4 separate regions of the Zea mays genome follow, and regions 1, 3 and 4 are each linked to region 2. A link is a contact called in public Hi-C data. All regions are on one chromosome and are shown on one strand. Each heading gives the region's core, a stretch centred on a gene start, on an enhancer-like site or on the middle of the called end of the contact. The rest is flanking DNA. Distances are from core to core; before and after follow the strand shown. Region 1 holds the start of LOC100282839 (Tyrosyl-tRNA synthetase). Region 2 holds the start of LOC100285707. Region 3 has its middle 17 kb from the start of LOC103641297. Region 4 holds the start of LOC103641299.

The links. Hi-C and Micro-C count contacts between places; a contact is called where the count stands out from the background.
Region 1: a Hi-C map of leaf shows a contact between it and region 2, with 4 times the contacts expected there. The contact joins the promoter of LOC100282839 here to the promoter of LOC100285707 in region 2. A contact is called at or near these places in 7 of 25 Hi-C or Micro-C datasets (bundle sheath, endosperm, leaf and 1 more).
Region 3: a contact with region 2 is called in a Hi-C map of tassel, with 5 times the contacts expected there. The contact joins the enhancer-like site here to the promoter of LOC100285707 in region 2. A contact is called at or near these places in 7 of 25 Hi-C or Micro-C datasets (ear, leaf, leaf mesophyll and 1 more).
Region 4: a contact with region 2 is called in a Hi-C map of ear, with 1.6 times the contacts expected there. The contact joins the promoter of LOC103641299 here to the promoter of LOC100285707 in region 2. A contact is called at or near these places in 4 of 25 Hi-C or Micro-C datasets (ear and leaf).

The regions. Positions count from the first base shown.
Region 1 is chr10:82,627,056-82,633,717 of Zm-B73-REFERENCE-NAM-5.0, forward strand. LOC100282839 (Tyrosyl-tRNA synthetase) reads left to right here and starts at 2,824. Exons shown (of 9, transcript NM_001155745.2): 1 at 2,824-3,196; 2 at 3,417-3,700; 3 at 3,849-3,945; 4 at 6,056-6,161; 5 at 6,317-6,399; 6 at 6,642-6,662. The coding sequence starts at 2,960.
Region 2 is chr10:82,420,519-82,427,267 of Zm-B73-REFERENCE-NAM-5.0, forward strand. It overlaps LOC100285707, which reads left to right and starts at 2,525. Exons shown (of 2, transcript NM_001158598.1): 1 at 2,525-3,095; 2 at 4,254-4,833. The coding sequence starts at 2,635. The coding sequence ends at 4,716.
Region 3 is chr10:82,185,445-82,191,318 of Zm-B73-REFERENCE-NAM-5.0, forward strand. It overlaps the pseudogene LOC100217095. Among protein-coding and RNA genes, the nearest start is that of LOC103641297, 17 kb to the left of the region's middle. Within about 2 kb of position 3,902, at least 3 of the 20 cell types and tissues checked have an H3K27ac peak or open chromatin away from gene starts, as enhancers often do. A contact at or near this core is called in tassel, where this site is marked.
Region 4 is chr10:82,267,279-82,273,067 of Zm-B73-REFERENCE-NAM-5.0, forward strand. It overlaps LOC103641299, which reads left to right and starts at 1,881. Exons shown (of 2, transcript XM_008664654.3): 1 at 1,881-2,013; 2 at 2,139-2,454. The coding sequence starts at 1,917. The coding sequence ends at 2,365.

The sequences.
Region 1 (6,662 bases), core at 1,574-4,073, 210 kb after region 2:
TGAACCAGAGGGCACCCCTACTTTTGTTAAGATACTTAGTTAATGTAGTTCACTAGAAAAATATATCATACCCTGTTTTAGTGTAAAATAATTAAGATCTCTTTTATTTTAATAAAACAAGTGAAACTTAGAAAAATTCTACAAAAATAACCCCAAGGTAAAAACACCCCCACCCTTGGGATAACTATTGTTTTATTAGAAAGAACTTAGGAAAAATATGAAATCTGCTGTTTGACATTTTTCAAATAGTAATGTAGTAGAAAGAGCCTTTTTGACATGAAACTTAAGAAAAGCATAACTAAATAACCACCCCTTAGTTTTCTGTGATTTTTAGCCCAGAGGCCTATTATTACCATAGGATGCCAACAAAAATAACCTTTAGGACAGAGCCTACCCCTAACTAAGAGGTGTAGTGTAAAATGGCCCATCTTGCCCAACTGTGGTTATTTTTTTGTTTAAAGCCTAGCTTTTGTACTTAAGTCTCAAATTCTTAAAACAAGCTAAAACAACAAGTGACAACCCACTGTAATTTTTACAGAATTTTTAGAAATTATTAAAACCATGATGTAGTTCAAACCTACCTTAGAAACCCTAAATGGAAAATTAAATAAAGGAAAATGAATAATGTGAAATAATGATTTCCCAAAACCTTGTACTCTGTCCACTAGAGTGTATCAAGACAATACAAATTCTACTGTGTTATCCTAAAGCCAAACCTAAGCTTAAAGGGTAATGAGTCAAAGTCTATGTATACCACTAGAAGCCCCACAGAACCAGGAAACCCTAAGTTAATTCTTAACTTAGTTTCTTTAACTTAATGTTCTTAAATCTTGCATAATCATGACATACATGTTCATTGCATTTCGATAGACTGTAATCTTGCTGACGGAGAGTACATCCTCGTGCCGGAGCAAGGAGCTGCCCAGGAGATTGCCCCAGACCCAGCACCAGAGCCTGCACCAGAGGACCTGCCTGCCACTGCTTTGGAAGGCAAGCCCCGGTTTTATGCATAACCTGTTATTTATGCTATTTTACTTCACTTAATGATTGTAGGTTTGATTGTGCACTTAGGTGTAGGAGTTGTGTGAAACCCTAGTTGCATGATCTCAGGAATCCCTTTTGAGGTGAATACTAGTATGACAGGTCGAGTAGTTGCTTCATTTAATTAGGATCTCGGTAGAAGACGAGTGATTTTTCTAGCACTCGCGCGAGATCAGGAAATTGATTGTACCCACTTTTCACACTGTCATGATACTAGTTGGTGGACAACAATCCATGGGGATTGGTTGTTTACGAGATGGAAAATGGAATAAGGATTAACGTGCGGATACCTGTGTCAAGCGTTTGAACGTACTAAACACATACCGAGAAATATGGTAAATCGGTAAGCCTAGTACCTGAGTGAACCTGCCCGCAGATTGCCCTCCTCACGCGACCTGAGACGAGGTCTCCCATTCCGGTTATGGTGGGTACAAGTGCGGTCACTGCACGACGGCCAGTCGGGGTCAGTGAGGCATTGTACGCCAAGGCGGTGAGCCCCTTTCTGTTGCCAGGGAATCGATGGGGACGGTTGATGTGTGTGGGGACGGAGTGCCCCTACATGTCGTGTGTTTAGGTTTACCTTGCAAGGATAAAAACTCGATTCGAATCGTCTGCTTCTCGCAGCTAATGAGACTGCTTGATCCATTGTACTGCATTGAGTAATAAGTGGAAGTATGATGAGTTGAGATAAGATGTTGATTGTTAATAATGCTTGCTACCATGTATGAGTAGATAGTCCACTTTTAGCCTTAAGAGAGTCACACTTAACTTTGATTAAGTTAAAATCTTGATTTAGAAACTCAGCTAGTGCTTTTGGCAATCAAACCCCACAGCCAAACAGCTGCATGTCTAGAGGTAGAGGAGTAGACTCCTCACACCGGGTAAGTCTAGCTGAGTATTAGTATACTCAGCCTTGCTTGTGGCATAATTTTTTACAGGATCTCTGGAGGACATGGTTGCTGGAGTGACTTGGCCGTCCACCTTACCAACGGGTTGGGACTGTTGAGTGGGACCCTGCCTCGGCTGAGGAGGAGCATGAGGAGTGATGGGACAGGCTTCCCCATCTCTCTGTTTAATTATCGTTAGTTTTATTCCGCTGCACTTCGAACAATGATGGGTACTTTTGCAAAAAAAAACTCCGATGATGTTGATGGTGATGTAATAATTTAACATTGTGGCATGTATGGTTTTATGCTTTATTGTATTTGCTCTGTGACTCACCATCGAGTGGGCTTGTGGTACTTGATCCTGTCAGTGGCCGTGTCGGACTAGATCCGAGGGATTGACGGGTTATTCCCATTTAAGTGTGGTCTAGCCTCTAAGGCAGGGCTTAGGCACTTAAGTCGGAATAATTCGGGCAGTTCCGCCACAGGCGCGACCATCACGCCGGGAAGGGGGCGACGCGCGTATGGTCCAGCGTAGTCATCGAAGGCTGGTTGTCAATGGAAGGAGACACTGAGGTTGGAAGGGCGCAGGAATGTGGGCGGGGAACGCAGGGTGCGTGATAGAGGCGAGACAGAGCGGGGGCACGGACGCTGTGGAGGGAGGGGCACGGTGGCGCTGCTTCGGATCGGCGGCGATCTCGGGAGGGATTTGCGCGAGCGCAGAGGGTTGCTGACGCTGACGGGACGGGGGCACGGTGGGAGCAGGCGGGGGCATGGTGGACGCCCTCGTTGTGCTCTTAAGAAGTAGTATAGATTAATAAAAAAAAACGAGGGAAAAAAGACATTGGGCCTCGCTTGTCGGCCCAGTCCCCAGCAAAACCCTGGAGGCCCGCGCGGCACTCCGAAACCGTCATCTCATTTTCCTTTTCACGCCCACTCACTCACCCGCCGCCCCCGCCGCCGCCATCCCCTCCTTGCCGTCTCCGGGCACGGCCTCGTCAATCCTTTGCTCCTCCTCCGCCGCAGCCGCTGCCATGGACTCCACGCCGGCGCCCGAGGCGGCTCCCGGAGCCTCCTCTTCCGCCACCGCCGCTGCCGAGGATCTGGCGGGGGGCGTGGCGGCGATGACCCTGGATGAGCGGTTCGCTCTGCTGCGGGGGATCGGGGAGGAGTGCATCCAGGAGGACGAGCTCAGGCGCCTGCTCGAGAACAAGCCCGTGCCCATCTGCTACGACGGCTTCGAGCCCTCCGGACGCATGCACATCGCCCAGGTTCGGTCTTCTGTCTTCAGCTCCCTTAGGGCCCGTTCGGTTCACACGGAATGGAAGACTGGAATAGTTCCGACCCAGATTGCTTCTCTAATTTGTATAAGTTTTGATCAACAAGAATAATTCTTGGTACATTTCTATAGAAACGAACGGGCTCTTAGTTTTTTTTTGGTTAAGTTTGCACGGTTCGGGCAAATTCAGACTTGGCTGTGAGTTTTCCCAGGGCATTGTGAAGACCATCAACGTCAACAAGATGGTCAGGGCCGGGTGCAAGGTGAAAATCTGGATTGCCGACTGGTTCGCGCAGCTCAACAACAAGATGGGAGGCGACCTCAAGAAAATCCAGACAGTCGGGCGCTACATGATCGAGATTTGGAAGGCGGCCGGGATGAACCTCGACGGGGTGGAGTTCCTGTGGTCCTCCGAGGAGATCAACCGGCGCGCCCACGAGTACTGGCCAATCGTGATGGACATTGCCCGGAAAAACAACGTCAAACGGATAACGAGGTGCACGCTTGGTTCAATTGCTTTTTTTCCGTTAACAACAAGTCTTTGCTTCGAGACCTTGAACATGGACATGGTTGGTTATCTCCTCTTTAATTTTTATGTGCTTGTTGTGAAGTGCAAGTGATTCTATTTTTTCCTTTGCTTGTAGATGCTGCCAAATTATGGGCAGAAGTGACCAGGACGACTTGACTGCTGCCCAGATTTTCTACCCTTGCATGCAATGTGCTGATATATTTTTCTTGAAGGCAAGTATTTATCGCACTATTGCATTTCATGGTACCCGGAAATAAGTTTTATTGATTGATGATTGATTTTTCTTTGCATTCTGAAACTGAGCTAAGGAGACATATTCCCGGGACAATCATTGTCCCGACAAACGAGAACACAGAACGTGGAACATTATTTTTAGAACTATGGAACGAAGGGCTATACCTCCTCGTATTGTCCCATTTCTGCTTATCATTCATTCAACTGCTCCCAAGCGGCATCCTTCCTAGATGTTGATTGGTTTGTATGTGCAGTTGATGCAGCAGAGGACATTGTGCAGCTACAGAAAAAAATAATGTCCTAAGTAGCTAGTCCTATGTGTAAATCTTATAAAGGGATGCAAGTAAAATTGATGTGTTTGATTAAGGGGTTTACATTTGACTGCAACCCAACACAAAGGGGGGGGGGGGGAATCAGAGATACCAAGTTGGATGCCCGCTGCGTGCTGCCTGGAGCTCTGCCTGAACTGGAGAGTGGAGATTAAACCAAGCTGGACTGCTGGAGTGAAGAGCACCGACTGAGCTTACTTCCTGCCGAGCGGAAGCCCTCGTCGGCGCGAGGGCACCACGTGCGCATCTACAACAGCTAGCAGCAGATGGTGTATGCCTGCACCTTTGCGTGTGGACTGCAGAACAAAAGATGATGGCTGGCGGGACGACGGAGGAGTCTGCTGCCTGTGCGCTTATGTGGCAGGATGCACGCTGCAGTGCACTTCTGCGGCAGCTAACGCCGGCCGCTGGCAACCAGAGCGTCGGAGTGCTTGGTTTTGGCCAGATGCATTCTGGCTCCCATGCAACGGGAGATGTGTGAGGCAATACATACCGAGAGGACCAGATAGAATGGGCTGGCCTGGGAGCTAGGGTTGAAAAAATCAATATGGCCCTGTTTGGCACAGCTGCTGCTTGTTGAAAAAACAGCTTATTTGATAAGCTGGTGAAAAGCAGCTTCTGCTTGTTGGATGCTTTTAGTTCATTCTGAGAAGAAGCTGAACTGATATGCTGCTGGAGAAGCTGTCTGTTTGGCAGAACTTCGGCTTAAATTTGTGAAGAAGCTGAAAATAAGCTATGCCAAACAGGGTCTATGTCAAGCCGACATAGCAGGCTGCTACATGCAAAATCAGCTAGCTATTGTGGTCTGCCACGCGCAATGGCAGCCACTAAGTTCCAGTCTGCTAAGTTCTGGATGCTATCTCATAGTGGTAGCGGCAATGGGCTGCTACCACTATTGCAGCTGCTATAGCACTCGCTATGAATGCTATTTCATTGCCTGCTCTGGAGGTCTTTGTTGGACACGTTTAAACTATCTCAATCAATACTGGACAAGCTTTCCTTCAATTGATGCTACCCTAGCTTGTCACTGTATCATCGTTATGGACTGGGCCTCTTCTCATATTGCCATAAATCCAATGCAACATGCATGTTTCCACAACACTTATCTATCGAACATGATGTCTTTTGTAGGCCAACATTGTGCACCATACAACATAGCATGTCTATAGTGCCCTCTTGTTAGAACGCCAAATGTTTGGCGCCACTTCCTTCACCCTGCTTTGATCCTATGGCTTAACATCATTAATATCCACATCTCTTTGTAGCATTGATGCTAAATTAGAAAGGTATCATTCATAGGCACTACTTGACCTTACAAACTAACATATCCTTCCTCATTTGTACTAGTGCCGAGGTCACATCTCATGTATTTGGTTTTAGTTCTACCTAGTCTAAAACTTTTGGACTCTAGAGTCTCCTACCACAACTCCAGTTTCCTATTTAATCTTGCATGGCTTTCATCAACTAGCACTACATCGTCCGCAAAAGGCATACACCAAGGTATATCTCTTTGTATGTCGCTTGTGACCTCATCCATCACCAAGGCAAAAAGGTAAGGGCTCAATGACTCTTGACGTAGTCGTATTCTAGTTTAGAAGTCATCCCTTGATGTAGTTCTGAAAGGCTTTTGATATTTATATTTCATTATGACTTGCTCATACCAAGGATGACTGAAAAGCTTTTGATATTGTGTGCGCCTTCAATCTGGAGACAATAATTCTTTATACAATTCACTTTCCTTATCCTTTTCCTTTTGTAGGCTGACATATGCCAATTGGGGATGGACCAAAGGAAGGTCAATGTGCTAGCTAGGGAGTACTGTGATTACATCAAAAGGAAGAACAAACCAATTATTCTTTCACATCGTATCCTGAATACTTATTTTGATCTTGTTCTCTTTTTAACCTTTAAATATTTTTTTGGAACATATGTGTTTGTCATGGTCATGTGTCTAGTGTTTGCTCAGTGCTTTGTTTGTACTTTGCAGAGCATGTATTTTTTTGCTTAACCTGAAATGCAGATATGCTCCCTGGTTTTAAAGAAGGCCAGGAGAAAATGTCAAAGAGTGACCCATCCTCGGCTATCTTTATGGAAGATGACGAGGTATATATTTCTCATCGAATATTGTTCTTCCCTGTAGCCATTCTTTTGTTGCTCTTGGTTCTTGTGACACTTAACACTCATAAATAGTTATGATGGAACATAGATGGAGTACAGACATCAGTCATCATTGTTCATAAGCTAATAATAACTTCCGATCTAAAATTTGTCTTCTGGATTTAGTTTTTCCTCTGTTTTGTCTAATATTATCTGCCTGTTTAAACGTGTTCTCGCATTTGTTGCAGGCCCAAGTTAATGTGAAGATA
Region 2 (6,749 bases), core at 1,275-3,774:
TAGTTTGAGAACTCTATTTTTTCAAAGGATTTTTATTTTTCCAAAATAAAATGAACTAATTTTATTTAAAAAAATAAAAATCTCTTTAAAAATAGGATTCCTAAAATAGCCCTAGTAGAATAATTCACCACCGCGGATGAGAGAACGATGCCCTATTGCCATCTCTACCGCATTCCGAGCTGTCACTTTCATATATACATCCTTTCTGCTAACTTTTCGCCTCCATCTCCAAAAGTTTTCAACAAAACGCGGACAAAATTCAAAGACGCAACCGTATTTCTCAACCCTGCAGCTCCCTGAAGTCGTACGTTGACATGTAAACATAAAATATGATAAATAGTGTATAATACGACTTCCTTGGCTCCTTGCACAATATGGAGTGAGATTGATTTGAGAGCCTAGAGCGTACCGTGGCTAGCAGATGCTTAACGGGAGCTTGATGACTAAGAAAAAAAATACGACTAAAGGTAAAAATGAGAACACCAACAAAATCGAGCACTGTCTGTCCTGGACGTGATAAACATGGACGGATTAATCAAGCGTGTGAAACGAATCTCGTGTGGCTGTGAGGCCGGCCGGCCCACGCGTTGGGTTTGGTATCCGTCGCGTAGTGTTGTGATGATGATGATAAGGCCACCGGGATCTCTTGGAATTCGTTAGGACTCTTTTTTTTTGTCTAGCTAGCTCCAAAATAAAAAAATAGCGTTAATACTCAAATAAAGACGACCGACAACAATTAGAGGTTTTGGAATCTGTGTCACATCGGATATCTGAATGTCAATTGTGATAAAGACTAATTATATACTTTCTATGTTCTTTTTTATTTGTCATGGTTTAGTTTAAAAATGAACTAGCGAGTGACAAATATTCGAGAACAGATGTATTAGCATATTTACAAACTAACTAATTATAATTAAACGATGCGACGAATTAATCAAACCTAATTAATCTATAATTGGCAAACATGAGCAAATCATAACCTAATTAGACCTTGTTCGTTTGTGTCGGATTGCACCTGGAATCGTTCCACTTAATCAAAGTTTATATAAATTAGAGAATCAATCCAGATAGGAATCATTCTGACCACCAATCCGACAGAAACAAACAAGGCCAGACATAATATATAGACGTGTCTTACCATTTAGTTTTTATCTCTAATTGGTTTTTATAATTAAACTGTATTTAATATTTGTAACCAGTAATCAAATATCCGATGTTAACGTAACTAAAATCTACTTCTCTCGAACCCAAACGGGCTGCTAAGGTGAAGACATCTCTATGTGCACAGTTTTGATTATTAGCCACGCCCACGGGGAACGAATCGAATCCCCGCTTGCTTGCTTGTGGGATCTTCTTCCTTCAGTTGCGATATTCCAAGGCGAGCTTCTAGATGAAAAGGACGTAGGGCGAGGGCGATATACATTTTTTTTGGGCCAATTACCTGTATGCCATCGGAAAATATACTCGTTACTTGTGTGCCACTGACCCCACATGTCATACACACAGAAAAATATACCTATATGCCACTCAGTGGCACACAAGGAATGACTATAAAATCTGATGGCATACCAGGAATTTTTCCATTTTTTTTCCCTAAACACGGCGCAGACGAAAGCGCTTGGACAGCAACGTTGTCGGCGGCATTAGAAGCAGAGAGATGGCAACAGGGATCCCATTCACGATTTCTCCACGGCGAATTTTTTTTGTTAGAAAATGAGGGTGAAGAAGTTTGTTTTCTACGAGATGTAAATTAGGAAAAATATTTCCTTGGCAGGTAAACGGGGGATGGATTAAGAATCCATTCCTTATAGGGCTCATTAAACTTACATTTGACGATCATTTCATATACTAATTAAAGATAAAAAATAATTATCTTATCAAGAGATCACTCATTATATAAATATGTTTTTTTATGTATACATAATATTTTTTTACATCTAACAATGTGCATAAGTATATAACAATGTGCATAAGTGGCAATATTTTATATTAATAACATACGAATTATATTCTAATTATAATTTAAACGGGGGACGGAGATCTCCGACGAAGATTTATTCCCATGGGGAATGAGAATAAGGAAGAAATGTCCTCCATAAATGTTCGTGAAGATCCTCGTAGGGAAAAAAATTTCATTGTGGAGACATAGCTCACGAGTACAGGATTGGAAAGCTAAAGGCATGTTTGGTTCGTGTCTAAATGTGTCATATTTTATCTAAGTTTAGTCGTCTGAATTTAATAACTAAGCTTAGTAAAAAAAAGTTAAAAAAAAAATATGACAAGTTAGACACTGAACTAAACATATCCTAACATCTGGGATGAAAAATTTCTGGTTGCCATCTCTACTTATAAGCCACTCCGCTCAGGCACATGTGCAGCATGCACGCATGGCAAACCGACGGGCCGGCCGGGTCTATTCTGCCGCGCGGTGCTGGTGCGGCGAAGATTGAAAGGAGTCCCGCCCCCACGTACGGGTGCTGTCAAATACTCTCCATATATATATAAGGCTGTCGTCAGGTTTGGTAGCTAGCTTGGCGTTTGCCAGCACGCATAGCGATTGCGACTATTGGCGATTGTGTAGGTGTAGTGTGCCTGTCGAGGAACGAGAGCCTCAAGACCCGAGCGTCTTCAGATATGGAGGAGGCGGCGGTTGCACGGACGACCAGCGAGACCCAGGTGGGCGACCTGCCGGAGGTGTGCCTGGCGCAGGCCATCGCGCGGACCTCCCCGCGCGACGCCTGCCGCTGCGCCGCCGTGTCCCCGGCCTTCCGCGCCGCCGCCGACTCCGACCAGGTCTGGCGCGCCTTCCTCCCCGAGCAGCTCGAGGCGGCTGAGGACCACTTGGACAGCCGCCGCGTGTCTCCGCCGTCGCAGGCGGCTCACCCAGCGGCGACCGTGCGCGGCCTCAGCAAGAAGGACGCCTACCTCAGCCTCTGCGACGCTGCCGGCGCCGTGGCCGTCGACGGCAGCGGGTGCAGGGTGTGGCTGGAGAGGGCCAGCGGCGCCACGTGCTACGCGCTGTCGGCTCGCAGGCTCAGCCTGCCCTGGGACGACGGCGAGTTCTCCTGGAGGTTCACGCACCACCCACGCTCCAGGTTCGCTAGCTAGCTGCTGCTCCCAACTACCCGCTCCATCGTCCTCGCGCGCCGTCATGCTCTCTATCTCTCTTCTCCGAAAATATCCATTCCTGCAACCCAATTAAAATTTGGCTGCTTCAATCAGTTCTTTCTGTATTACATTTCTCGTCATTCCATTTGCGTGTAGCGTCATATATACTCCCCGGCCGTGGCAGCGACGTAATAGCTTAGTTAGTACGCGTAGGAGCTAGCTAGCAGACATCAAGCTAGCTAGTCCCCATGGCAGCCATAAGCAAGGTCAAGGCCATTCTCATCTGATGCATTCATCGTAGTCGTCCCGGCGACGGCGAGCACGCACGCACGCAGCTGCATCCACTAGTGACTTTGAGCGACACAAGCTAGCTAGCTCCCCGGCCGCCGGTCATTGTCCGTCGTCGTCCTCTACCTTTCTACTACCTCAACCATGCGCGCGGAGCGGAGAAGAAAAGCGGCATCCACCAGTGGACACGAGACACTGACACGGGTGGACGAGAGGCCGGCACGGCAGCACCCACACGTTTCCAATGGAACCGGTCGTCGTCACATCTTCCAGAACGGTTGAAGCTAGCTAGTGGTATAGAAAAGAGTAGATTAATTATTATATTCTTCCTCCGCGATGTGCCCAACAGCGACCGGCGCCGGCGCCGCTGTTGATGTGCACGTTTCCTGACGACCTGTGTGGCCCGGCGCCGTACGCCGCCGTCGGTAGCCCCATACCCGTACGTGTGCATGCGTGCTGCTCCGTCCATTTGTCGTCAGGCTGGCTGGCTTCCTCAAGTGGTACGGCGGCTTCGGTGCAGATCGGATCGGAGTACTTGAGCATTCGGCAGTACTCGTTCGTCGTTCGTTCTTCCAGTGTGACGTGTGTCGTCAGCGCCGTCGACGACGACCATCGACAACGATGGCCGGCCGCCCGCGCGCTGGCGTGGATCACATGTACACCCCCCCAGGCACCGCACCAGCCAATAAACAACATCGAATCCCTTAACTAACTATTTTTGTATTTGGGTTAATTATGATACGATACGGTATGATATATGATATGATATCCCTGTTTTCCGTGGACGATTAAAATACTGAAGCACGCGGCGGCAGTGGCGGTGGTGGATTATTGATGATCTTTTCGCACGCACGCAGGTTCGCGGAGGTGGCGGAGCTGGTGGACTGCACGTGCCTGGACATCTACGGGAGCCTGCCGCTGGCCGCGCTGACGCCGGCGACGGTCTACGCGGCGTTCCTGGTGTACGGCACCGCGCCGGAGGGGGCCTACCGCGGCCTGAGCTACCCGGACCAGGAGACGGCCGTGGCCGTGGGCGGGCGGGTCGTCGCGCGCCACGCCGTGTGCCTCCGCCCCGACGACGCCGAGGCGCGCAAGTTCAGGGGCCGCGGCGCCGGGGAGGAGGCGAGGAGGCCGAGCCTGCGGGCTGACGGGTGGGAGGAGATGGAGATGGGACGCCTGCGCACGCCGCCCGTGGAAAGCGGCGGCGGCGGCGGCGACGTCTGCGTGGTGCAGGCGAGCTTCGAGGTGCTCGGCTGGTACCCCAAGCGCGGCCTCGTCGTCGAGGGCATCGAGTTCAGGGCCCTCCACGATGCTTCATGACTGGTTGAGAGTTGAGACCGCATGAATATACGTTGTAAATGAGATGTAAACTCGATTGGTAAATTGTAACAATCATTTACAGTGTTCTTGATAGGTAAATTCATCGGAGACATGATCTTTTTCCCTCGTGTGTTTTCTAGAGAGAGAAAAAAAACCCACGTGTCGATAATTTCGGTTTTGCAGTACGTGGGCAGTCTGTCCGTGCACGTCGTCGATCGTGCGGCGGCCTTCAAGCAATTGAGCGCTATCCTTACCGTGTGGACCATTTCAAACGATGCATGGCGTTGAAATTACGTGGCTGTTTATATGGCTAGCTAGCTAGATCGGGAGGTTTGACTGTACCATGTGACGTGCGTGCTGGCACGATCGGACGGTCGGTCGGTCTGGTGCCCGTCGAGCTCGGTCGGGATTCTCTGAATCCGGCCATGCTCTTGGATGTCCCCACATTAAGAGCATCTCTAAGAGACTAGCTAAATAAACCGCTAAGCCAAATTTTAGCTACTCAATAGCAAAATAAATCTCCAACAGACTAGCTATATGACTCGTAAGCTATCTAACTCTTTAAATTGGCTCTCTCACTAGTTAAATTTGGCTAGCCACATGACTAGGCAAACTAATAGATAGTCTGCTGGACTGAGATGCTATATATAAAGTGTAATCTTTATAAAAACGTAAATAAATAGTCAAATAGAGAGTAAAAAATGAAGAGTCTTTTGGAGATGCTCTAAGGGCTGTTTGGTTCTAAGGTGTCAAAATTTGTAAAACATTTTATACCATACTTGTCTATAAATGTACAAAAAGCATGAAAACCCCCTAAAGTCCGGCCCGTAGCCTGTTTTTGGCTCGGTAAGAGTCCAGTCCGGTCCGGTATAAATAAGCGGGTCAGACCCAGACAAAAAAAATGACCTCGGCGCGTTGGCCCTGCTCAGCCCGTTTAATGCTAGGCCCGCTTTTGGCCTGTTTCATGTTATCTCGCTTTTGGCCTGTTTAACTCGCTTTTCGGTCCGCTTTTTTCGTGCTCACTGGGTCGGACTCGTGCAAGAAATTAAGCCCACGGGCTTGGAAGGTCTGTCCCAGTTTTCAAACCGTGCCTGGTGAGCCGGGTCCAAACCGGGCCAGACTGGACGACCCGTTTGTACATGTATACACGTGTCTAAGTTTAGACACTTAAATTCTACGATACAGCCACGTCTATAAGATTATTTGACAAACTTTTGTAAGCCATTGATGAGTGGGAGCTATGCAGAGGAGGAAAATATTATCGCAACTCTAGCTACAAACTAAATACTCCCTCCGGTGCAGCAAAAGAAGTCATGCTGCGCGTGACCGAGCGTGCACAAAAAGAAGTCATAGCGCGCATGGGTCTGGGATTTGGACGTTGTTGCCCCTAGTAATTGCACAAAAAAAGATGCATTCAAGAGGAATTGAACTTGAGACCTCTAGTCTAGAATGCCTTGGAGCTGCTGCAGCAACCAATCAAGCCTAATTATTTTAGTGACGTTAATGCACCCATATCTCTATTTAATAGGGGCAAACAGGGAAAACTCTATGATAATTAATCACTCCTTGGTATGCACAATCATGTCCTAAACGACTACCTTTACTGCACTGGAGGGAGTATATGTCTATCTTATTTAAACCTATTTAATCTTAGTCGAGGATGAACTGTGGCAAGTGGGACACCGAAGCAAAAGGCCCCTAAATCTGAGTCTTCTCACGTTCACCTTTTCTCCACCATCCAGTTGTCGTCATCGATACAATCCTCTCCCTATACAGCCTGTTTGGTTTTAGTATGAATTGGATCTTGGTTCTGTGACTTTTGTCCGCGTATTTACGCTCCTTTGGCGCGTGGTTCTGACGGCGAAAGGAAAAGAACGTTAGCGAGTTCTAGGTGCCGCCCATGCATGGCCCCCGTCGTCAAACGGTGAACCCTGAAGCCAAGGAAGAAGCTAGCGCTCCCGGCTCCCATGCACAGTCTTTGCCGCGCGCCGATGACGACGAACGCATTGCGTCGCCACCTTGATTGGTGTGCC
Region 3 (5,874 bases), core at 2,652-5,151, 230 kb before region 2:
GATTTTCTTAGAATTGGTAAGGGCAGGCCTGATGTAGTGGTGCGAGCTGTCTCATTGAGTCACCAGGTCACGGGTTCGAAGCAGCTTCTCCACACTTGCGGGGGAAATACTTGCCTCCGATTATCACTTCTCCAGACCCCACTCATGTGGGAGCTAGCTTCAGACACTAGGCCTCCTTTTTTCTTCTTTTCTTAGAATCCAAGGTGTGACTTTGTGATATTGTTTGGGGTTCTCCCCCCTTTATTATTCTTAATATAAGATATGCCATTCGCGTGCGTGTTCGATAAAAAAATATTGCATGTTTTTTGTGTGAGCATCCTTGTATTGGATTACATGCAGAAGGACAGACTAGATTAATGCGTATGCTTGCTTGATTCAGTGCCAACTTGACTTTCAAAATGATTCCGTGTTTAAATTTACCTTGTGTCTCTTCTTGGTTTTCTGACAGCATTTATATTACCACAGTTGTCTTGAACTATCAAAAATCAAAGATCTTGACTGGTCTCTAAATTTGGGTGCCTGACTGCCTACAGGTTAAAGCACCTGTAGTTTGTGGCATATCTTCCCTTGGATATGATCATATGGAAATTCTTGGTTAGTCCTGCAACTGACAGTTGAAGTACCTCTATTATTAGGTCCATGCTCTCAGGGGGTGTATGGATGGTGGCTGCCAGGGTTCCAAGCAAACACGCCCAGTCTCATGTTTCTTTATTTATCTATTTTTGAATTGTCTAAAATGCAGGTGACCAAATCCTGTTCTTGGTGATAAACTTGGTGTCGATAAACGGGTTAATTCTGTTGGCAAAATTAGGATGACACAGGTGACATGAAAATGCCAAGTCGGTGCATCGATACTAATTGCGACTTAGGTCTGTTTGGACCTCTGGTAAACCACGTAGTAGGTTTGGAGACCTGGAACTACAAATCAATAGTATTGGGACTTAGGTGACACCCTGAACAAGTTTAGGAACAACTGGTGCATGTTACTCTTTTATATTTATTTTAAATTCATATAGCTGGAAAACCTACTATCAAACCTTGACTAAGTTACATAGTTGCCTGAAAGCAAAATTTCACTTTATTATCTTTAAATCATTTGATGCTTATCACTTTGGCGTGATTTCAATAACTAGGAAGGCATGCACATTTTCAACCTTTAAAAGCCAGAATACACACGTCTACTTGCTGGAAAATTTTTATGCTTTCTACCAATCTTACAACGACAATTTGAAAGTTGATATTTGTGATACTTATTTGGTCCAGGAACTAGATTTTTTGTACATTCTTTCGGATCTGGATTGAACAACGCTCTCTTTGTATATGAACAATGCTCTGTAAATATACGTTTGATAATTTTATATGATATTTAATAAATAGTAGCTACTGTGACTGTTTCATTTTGTTTTTCTTAGGTTGTTAGTTCTCGTGAATGTCCTGTTGTCTCGAAATACAAAGCTTCTGTTCGCACCTAATCGCCTAAAATGGAAATGTTTGACTCATTGTTTAATTCGGGGGGAAGCTGAAGGTGGTCTGATCCGGTAAGAGATCTTAATCTGCATTACACTTGTTGGATTTTGATGTCGCTTTTGGGAGTGTCTGATTGAATTCTACACCAGTTCTAGGAAGAGAAAGGCTGACCAAGTCATCATCTCCAGGTTTGTTATTGTTTGGATGCAAATCGTTGTTAGTTAACTTTTTTGTGTTGAAGTAACTGTTTGGTTGAGAAAATTGGTTGCCTATCTTCTATTTTCTCTGTTTTGTTATAGCACCAAGCTGATTTGTGTCTAATTTATAGGGACGATGTTAGCGAAAGTCAATTTAATCAGGTGTTGATCATTGGGTTGCAACAAATCATCGGTGGAGACTGAGTCACCGCGGCCAGAAAACCACGGTCTCAATTTGAGGAGTTTTTCCATCTATGTTTGTTAGAAGGCATAATGCCTATTTATCTCTTGTATTCGAACATTTGGCAATTAAGAAATAGAAGATTACTTCCCCAATATCCCTTATTCCTAATCTCACCTTTCACGGCTTGTGGTGAACAATCACTTGCTATTACCGACTGACATGTCCACTCCTCATATGTGCGATATTGGGGTTGATATATATGTTGTTCGTTTCCATGTAATTATTGTATACTAACATTTATCGAATAATTTTTACACCGTCGCAACGCACGGGCACACACCTAGTAGTAGTTGATGATGCCTTTGCAGGTTTGCATAATAACAAACATCACATTCTATAGTGGTACAATATGTTAAGTGGTAAAAAAACATTTATTGTAGGACAAATCTACAGGCTGGTACCGAGCAAAATCGGAAAAAACTTGATATGCATTTTCTTTCTAATAAAACAATGATATAACTGCAAGGAAGCTCTACTGTTTAAAAAAACAAATTTAACATATCCAGTTTCTCTGCTCCATTGACTAATGGCAATCCCTGCGCAATCTGACCATCCATAGTTGCTATTAAATCTTTTTATCTCATTGCCCTGATGGAGTTCAGAGCAACCTCTACATGGAGTAGTTTCCCACTATGCAGCTATAGAGCAAATTTGCGTCTGGATGAAAATTCATACACCCACATGAAAAAGGATCTTCCGTGCATGCGTGCATCTTTAGCTTCTAAATCATTCCAAACTAATTATATTGCCTGTAGCAATATTACTGCTCCTAGCGGCTCATTCAATCAGCTAATAACCACAATTGACCTATTAAATATTTGTAGCTATTTATTATAACCCTTCGATGCTGCAATCTTAAACAAAGCTGTTCTCAATGAATATGTGATGCCTTGTTTTATATAGTCTCTAACTATCGGTAACTTTTTAGGTATATGTTTCTGCTATATTTGAAGGACATCTTTAGGACTGCAATGATGCTTCAATATAACCAAAGATTCAGATAAAACATGTGAGGTTATACGGTTTCTTTATTACTTTTTTTTTAAAAAAAAAGTTTGCCACCTACATCAGTGTTTTTATTGCAACGAGTTGAATACTAGGTGTTGTTTGGTTCAAACTTTGTCAAGGGAACGGTAATGTGATCTCTTACTGGCGGTAATGGTTACTAGTTATAATTGGATTGGATAGTAGTACCTAGTAATACTAGAAAGAGCTCAACCAAACAAAAATATTGGTATCCATTACCCCATGTAAACCATTTACGTTACATTTCGATGAACCAAACACCACCCTAATGTTTTCCCTTACCTCTTTATCACATAAACATTTTATTACTCTTCCGGTCATCTATTTACTCTAAAGAAAACAAAAACAGGACAACGCTGGTATGTATTTCAATCTTCTAAAATTATGTTTCTTTCTCCATCAAGGCTTTTTTAGGCTATATTCATTTTCTTTCTTCCTTTTAAAGTCATACACATATCTTAAGTAAATTGAGGCATGCCGCTCCATGTATCATCAGCTCTGAACTACTTTTTTACTTCTATAGTCCTGCTTAAATAATTCCATGTTTGCTATTATTTTGTAGGCTGGTCTCCCCGAGAACAAGGAATTGCTAGAATCCCTTAAGGTCTTGTTCGTTTGTACCGGATTGGTGGGTCGGAACGATTCCTAACCGGATTGCTTCTCTAATTTATATAAACTTTGATTAGATGGAACGATTCTGGGTGCAATCCGATAGAAACGAACAAGGCCTAACTCGGAACAAAAAGACAGTGGATGTTACGTTTATGAAGAATGCTCCTTTTATTTTCTTGCAAGGAAACAAGTTTAACCGCTTAAAAAGGCTGGAAGAGAATGTTCCCTGCTTCGTCGGCTTCTCGGTCGGGACGCGTAACTGACGCCTCCCAGACCTCCCCTTCCTCCTCCCCGCGTTCCTAGTGCGACGATGCGCTCTCGCCTTCCTCCCCATTGCTACCTTGTCCCTCCTCCGATGTGCCGCGCCCAACGCGGCGTTCCTGGTCCTGCTCCTCCTTGACCGTGTGCTGGAACTGGAAGTGGTGAGCAGCGGCGTTCCTGGTCCTCCTCCTTGACCGTGTGCTACTTACGAGGTCGTGTTCTTCTCGTCATATGATCTATATTGTTTTTGCGTACTATGGCTCATATTTGCATTCTTGGTCTGAACTGTCTACCTTGGTTACATATACATCCAATACATGGGTTTCTTTATCCATAATTTTTTTCGTTCTTCCTTAGTATTGTACATAGTGTTTTCTAATGACTGCTACACCATGTGAGAGGGTTGCATGTTGCCGTGAAAGGGTAAAGAAGAGGAGGCTAGCAATGGATGGTTAATGCCTCTATTGTTTACAAAGAGAGAGAAAAGGAGATGTACACAAATCAAAGATAACAATTTGCTCTGTTTTGCCTTTGCTCAGCCCACGGTGAGGCTTCTCATATGAAAATGAGGACATCAACTCTGACAACGTGGCCATGGGTGAGCGGAATCGTTGTGGCTACATTTTGAAGTGATATATTCATCTAAAACATTCAGTCCCATTTGTTATTAGATGCCTATATTTTTCATAGCATATAAGAGATTTTTTTCTTTATCATGGGCATGCATCATATATGCCTGTTGCAATTCAGGAATATACTCCTTTTGGCAGTGTTAAAGGGACTACCACACTAAGATCACGTTTAAGCTTACATTCTTGCTATCCAAATCTGGTCTTTGACGCTTGACAACAGTAAGACATTCTATGTAGAATTCAATCTGCTAGCTCTTTTTAGGATCATTAGTTTTATCTTTCATATAGTGCCTCTTGCTGCTACTTACTACCATGAAGAAGTTCCCTTAGTTTTTTAGCTGTCAGGAATTCTAAAATCTTACAGGAAGTTCACTGCCATTAAAAGGCCCAGAAACACAAATACACACCCTTGCCAAAAACATCACTGGGATTTCTTTGGTCTATACAAAATATTTTATTCTGTCCAAATTCAACAGTTGTGATATGCAAGTCCTAATCTCATGCAAAATGTTTGCAGGATAAACGATGCTCCATAGATCATGAAGCAGATGCCCCCGCCACCTAAGGATTTGGAGATTACTATAGTGCAAGTAGAGTGTAGTGATCAATGGGTCCTGATAATGTTCAAAGGCTACAAGCATTAGCCGGGACATAGTCCAAGCCTGATACAGGAAAAGTGTCACTTAACATTATGTCCAACTTTGTTTTGTTTGTGATACGAGTTGTATAACTATTTAAGCAATTATGTAGCTATTTTTATTTCAGTTTCACTAGCATTGTCTAGAACACGGTGTTCGGTATACATGTTTTATACTAATTTTTAACTTCCGTGGCAACGCAGAGGCACATACCTAGTAAAAACTTATTTACAGAGGCAGCTCTGGAGCCTAGCCGCCTCTCCAAATAAATTTGTATAGACGGTCGTTTTTCTTAACTTGCTCTACACATCTAATTAATAGTTGTAGATGGGCACCTGCCTCTATAAATCACCGATGTTGGGGGCCTTCGTCTTCCAAAGGTCCTCAAAAACATGATTTAACAAAGTTTCCCAAGTATAATGTATGTACAGGTACCTTCAGACTCGGAATGAAACTGTACACAATATCAAAAGCTTGGTCGAGGCGAAGGTTGATGCTGCTCCGAAGCTACGCGCAAAGGAGCTTCGGCTCAGTGGCAGGAAAAGGAACCGACTTAAAGGGGAAAAGGCTATCCAGTCCTTGTTGGATTGTCCTTAAGTCAATAGTAAACATAAAAGACATGAATGTAATTTTACACAAGTTGCGCCCTGTGCCTATAAATAGATGAACAGTACCCCCGTACTGTTCACGCTGACTTGTATTCGCTTGTGCGTCACGCTTGGACTTTTACCTTCTGTCAAGCCGAAGGTACAAATGTAATTCAATATTGTTTCTGTTTATCCATGATAATAAAAAGA
Region 4 (5,789 bases), core at 631-3,130, 150 kb before region 2:
CACAATCTGTAAAGGGATATCTCTCCAGTCAGTTATATAAGGTTGTAGAGGTACCCCTACAAAAACTCTCTCTCTCTCTCTCTCCATAAGATTGATAGGAGACCTCATCTTCCACCTCTCACAAACCATTTCTAATATGTGAACTCAAGGCAATTCCAAACTTAGCACTACATAGGACTTATGGTGTTACGCATTTACGTGGCCCGAGCATGTATAAACTTCCTGTGTTTTGACGTGCATCAGCACGTACCATCAAGCGATGATCGATGTAGTCATCCTCCCAAAAGCACTGTGTGGGCTAACATGTAGTGCACAGTCGGGACTCAACACCGAGAGGTTGTCCAACCAGTCGTCTGTCGCTAGGCCACCAGCACCATAGTTGGTCGGCTTACTAGCCCTCCTTTGATCCATTCCTGAATCCACCACTTGCTAGCACTAGAGCCCTTTCACACATCATGACCCATTGTAGCCTCACATGGTCACTCGCCACAACTTCTGCATGTGCAAGCTCATGTCACTGCCTGCCACATGGCTCACCCTCACCCATGGTTCGACCAGACTCCTGCTGCTCAGTTCCACTCACCCCCAACTCCATATGTAGAAACGTCGAATCTATCTTCTAGAGTGATATAGATCTAAGCACCCATAGTGTGCCATTCGTTGGCTCCGCCCACCCCATCTTCGTCTTTGGTTGCACCGGGTAAACCCGTCCTCGGCTATATATACTCTCCACCCAGTGTGTGCATGTGATTGTGTGAGGGAGGCGGTGTTGACACCGCATGAGTGGAACAAGCGTGTCTTAGCAATATTTTTCGACCAAGCATGTGCAGTATCTACAAAGAATATCCTTAGTTGGATATGGCTCCATTCTTCTATCTAGAAACAGCGAAAAGGCCTCTAACGTAATGGTTAAGGCGTCCGAGTAGCACCTCCAGATCCCGGGTTCGATCCCCCGTCGGGGGAGAATTCGAATTTGTGTCTTTGTCAAAAAAATTCCTCCTTATGCCCTCCCGGGTTACGTTCTGCGTGCCATCCTCCAGTTGGGTCGTTGCAGAGTGGGTAGTGACGGCCCGCTAGTGATGGGGACAGAGTTCGAGGATTTTCTCGGTCGAGACAGTATTTAGATATCTTCTTAATATAATAATGGGAAAGCTAGGGCGGACCAAGAGGGTGGTCCATATGGTCCATGGCACACTCTAAAAACACAGAAGAGTAGTTAATTCGGTGTTGTAAGTATTATTTATTTATTTATTTAATTTATCGGTCAAAGTTCAATTCTTGATGAACCACTTTTTTGTTTCTTTTTTAAATATTTTTTTTCTGATACACACTAAGCATAATAGATGGGTCCGCCACTGTGGGAGTCTGGTCTTTCTCTCCCTTGCCGATTTTTTTCTATCTAGAAACCACACTACAAAATGAACCACTTTTTGTTTCTTTTTTAAATATTTTTTCTGATACACACTAAGCATAATAGATGGGTCCGCCACTGTGGGAGTCTGGTCTTTCTCTCCCTTGCCGATTTTTTTCTATCTAGAAACCACACTACAAACTACAGAAACTGGAATGGCTCCATTCCACCCTATCACCAACCAAACACACCCTCGCTAAGAGATAACACTTTATTTTTTTTCTCTGTCGATACCATAGCACTTGGTCTTGCAGCAATTTAATGGTTAACATTGGTTATTTTATGTACATTATGTCAGAACTTCATCTATAATGGATAGATGGATAGATAGATAGATATGGATGGATATGTTTCATATTCATATCCATCATTACATCTATATACCTTGGATCAATCCATCTATCTATCCATCCATCTATATAGAGGCAAATAGATAGATATACAGTGTATATCTAACCATAAGTCGCAGTCGTACATCGTTGGCATTAGTATTTTCTAATCACCCATGGAGAAGTTCTTGAAGCACACCCGCATCCACGGACTCTGGCTGCTTTCGATGATTCTTTTCGCATCTTCTGTCATTCATGCACGCATAATAAGCGGTAATCGATGAAATAGGCAAATAGCTAGACCTGGACCCATTTTATTTTTGGTGTAAATAAATATACGTACAGTCTTCATTCTGATTTAAATTTGCATGTTTAACTCGAATGACACCATTTACTAGGCCAAATCAAAGAGGACACCAACAACGCTAGGAGCTTGACGATGACCACCGTGATGAGTGCAGGAGACAACACGACTGGCAGTGTCGACGGGGAAGCTTCTAGCGGGCTGCCCTCCACAAAATATTTTTTTGGATTTTACCTATGCAAAAAGACTGGTAGGGTCTATAGGGGCTTGCCGGAGTGCATGGCGCATTGCCTTCTAGGAGTCTGCACTAAAGCGTACTAGTTGCTGAGAAATGTATTGGGGGATGTTTGATATGTCTGTAACATCAACTATTAAAATTATTAAATACTAGCTATGAATATTAAATATAATTTAATTATAAAACTAATTATGCAGATGGTGACTATACGGTAAGATGAGCTATATTAAGCCTAATTAAAACTTAGTCTGTGCTGGTTAGAAACTCTAAAACTTATCTATAAATAGATGGCGTATTCATATATATCAAGTGAACAGAAATAATAAAATAGCTTATTACGTACTCTTAATACAAGCATAAGCATCTATACCACTATATAATTTACCAGTTTAAACTTTGCAAAACATATCCAACTAAATCACCGCCACACCCATAACCTCCACTAAATTCAGCAAATAAATCGCACTTGTAAGAAAAATGGACCCTGGGCCATTTGGCTCAATAGGTTTTGGTGTTTGATGATTAACACAACCTGTGGACTAATGTGTTTGCTAGTGTTTATATTTATAGTTCACATGATGCTAAGATTACTTGGACTAAGGCAATAAGGAAAGCAACACCTCAAAAGAAGATATTATGAAGATTACAAGAAGATCAACAAGTATCAAGCAAAGTCCAAGAAACGAAGGCAAGTGTTGCCACGGTGGACTGTCCGGCTGAGAAGCACCGGACTGTCCGGCTGAGAAGCACTGTTCGGTGCACCATGGAACAGGAGCCTAACGGCTCGTTACAGGTGGCACTGGTGGGGGAAGCCACCTGTCGGGTACCATAATTAGGGGTACCCCCAACACTCCTAATCACGGCTGGTAAACACCCTCAGTCCAACTGACGGGCGCGATTCAAGTCAAGGCTTCGTCTATCCAAGGGACGCGACCTCACCCGAGCCCAGCCTCGGGCTGGAGCAGTAGTCCCAGACGAGTTCACGCCTCACCCGAGGGCCGCCTCAGGCAGCGGGCACCCTCTCGGCTCTCCCGAAGCCCAGCTCGGGCAGGCTTCGTTGTGAAGCAACCTTGGCCAGACCGCCTCACCAAACGACCGCTTCACAGGCGCATTCAATGCAGGGGACGCCTGACGCCGTATCCTGACACACGCGCCTCAGTCGGCCAGGCCAAAGTGACCGCAGTCACTTCGCCCCTCTTCTTTACTGTCCGATGTGACGGGAAAACAGCGCCGCTCGCCCCGCTCCGACTGCCGTGCCAACCACCCAGGCAAAGACTGACAACAAGTCACGATCAACCACCGAGTTCGGCCTCGGGTGCAACAGGAAGCTCCGCCTCGCCCGACCTCAGGCTCCGGCCTCGGGAGGAAGCTCCGCCTCGCCCGACCTCAGGCTCCGACCTCGGCAGGAGGTCTCCGCCTCGCCCGACCCCTGGACTCGGCCTCGACCTCGGTCTCGGGAGGAAGCTCTGCCTCGCCCGACCCCCAGACTCGGCCTCGACCTCGGTCTCGGGAGGAATCGCGTCCTCGCCCGACCCCAGCCTCGGCCTCAAGAGAAGTCTCCGCCTCGCCCAACCTTGGGCTCGGACCGACCGCGCCAACAGGGGATACATCATTACTCTATCCCTAGCCAGCTCAGGCTACAAGGAACAAGACCGGCGTCCCATCTGGCTTACCCCGGCGACGGGTAATGATGGTGCCTCGCGTGCGCCATGACGCCGGTGGCTCTCAGCCCCTTACGGCAGCAAGGAGACGTCAGTAGGATCCTTGCCGCACTGCCAGCTGTGCTCCTACAGGACTCAGGCACTCCTCCGACGGCCACGCTATCACATGTATAGGGCCCAAGCTCTCCCCCGACAGCCATGTTGGCATGTACACAGGGCTTAGGCACTCCTCTGCCGGACACGTTAGCGCAAGGCTGCACCCCCCATTGTACGACTGGACCCTCTTCTTGCGTCTATAAAAGGGAGGTCCAGGGCCATCCTGGAGGGGGGGTTCGCGCGGAGGGAAGGAGTGGACGAACGGGCTCCCTCTCTCTCTCTCCCTCTCGCGACGTGCTTGTAACCCCTACTACGAGCGCACCCCTGTTGCAGGATAATACAAGGCTTGCCTCACATCTTGTGTTCCATCCTGTGCCAACCCATCTAGGCAGGGACACGCAGCGACAATCTCACTTGTCGGTCCAGGGACCCCCCGGGTCCAAAACGCCGACAGTTGGCGCGCCAGGTAGGGGCCTGTTGCGTGTTAACGAACACCTTCCCGTTGAGTTCCAGATGGGGAGTCTTCAGCAACCTCTTTAGCCCGGGACGGTGCTCCGCTTCGGGAGTCTCGAGTTCATGTCCCTCGACGGCAGCTACGACATGGTACTCCTCCCCCTGCGGCGCGTCGACAACGACGGTCTTCGACTCGCCCGGCGGCGACGAGCTCGGTGACAGCATCTCCCCGCGGTAGAAGAGGAGCACTCCGGTCGTCCCCGCCACCCCCCCCCCCCTCGCCAAATGAGGTGGAGACGGGGCAACCATGGCCACGCAGGAGGCGACACCTTGTCGGCTGTCGCACCGGAGCGAGTCGACGACGCCGGCACTCCCCCGGGGGACATGTCGGGCATTGTCCTCGCACCTGAGATGACGGCGGGTATCACTTCCCCGCAACGTGTCAGCCCCAAGTGGACTGACGACGCCAGCACCCTCGCACAGGATCTGCTGGGCGTTACCCTCATACCTGAGATAACGGTGTGCTCCGCCCCCGACGCGACTTCACCACCGTCCATCGACCAAGAGGTACCGTCCGTTTTCCATCCCGTACCCTTTCGATTCAGCTTCGATCCACCTAGCGACCCCGCTACGGTGAGCGCCTTCGTAAAGGTGTATCCAACCCTTCCGGGGTACCACATGTGGTCGACCTGGGACCGACTGACAGCCGTCTCAACCTTTTGACCGGCGGGTTCCGAGGAAGAGGACAACCCTGACTCCGGTTGGGATTTCTCTGGCCTCAATGACCCCGGTGCCATGCGGGACTTCATGTTCGCACGCGACCACTGCCTCTCTGGTTGTTCTGACGATGGCCATGACCTTGACGACGAGGGTTATGGCCCAAGTCGCGAATGTTTCCACGTCGATCAGGGAGATCACAACGAAGGCAACCACCTCGGTATGCCGGAGGTTGACGATCCCCCTGGGCCCGCATCTCGCGTTGACATCCCGCGGGAGTTAGCTGTGGTCCCAGTCCCTGCGGGGGGTCAGGACATACAGCTCGAGCAAATCCGTGAGATGCAGGCCCGGGTCGACGGGGGAGCAGGCCGGCTTGTGTAGCTTCGACAGAACATCGAACAGGAGTGGGAAGGCCGAACACTCGCCGGAGGAGCCTGTCATCGGGCCCAAGACATCCAGCGCCGCATCGTCGACAATGCCAGGGCAGCGCTGCCCCCGGCCGTCAGTGGGTCCGGCCAGGACCTAGCTACAGCGGCGATGCTACTTCGAGCCATGCCGGAGCCATCCACCACCGAGGGAC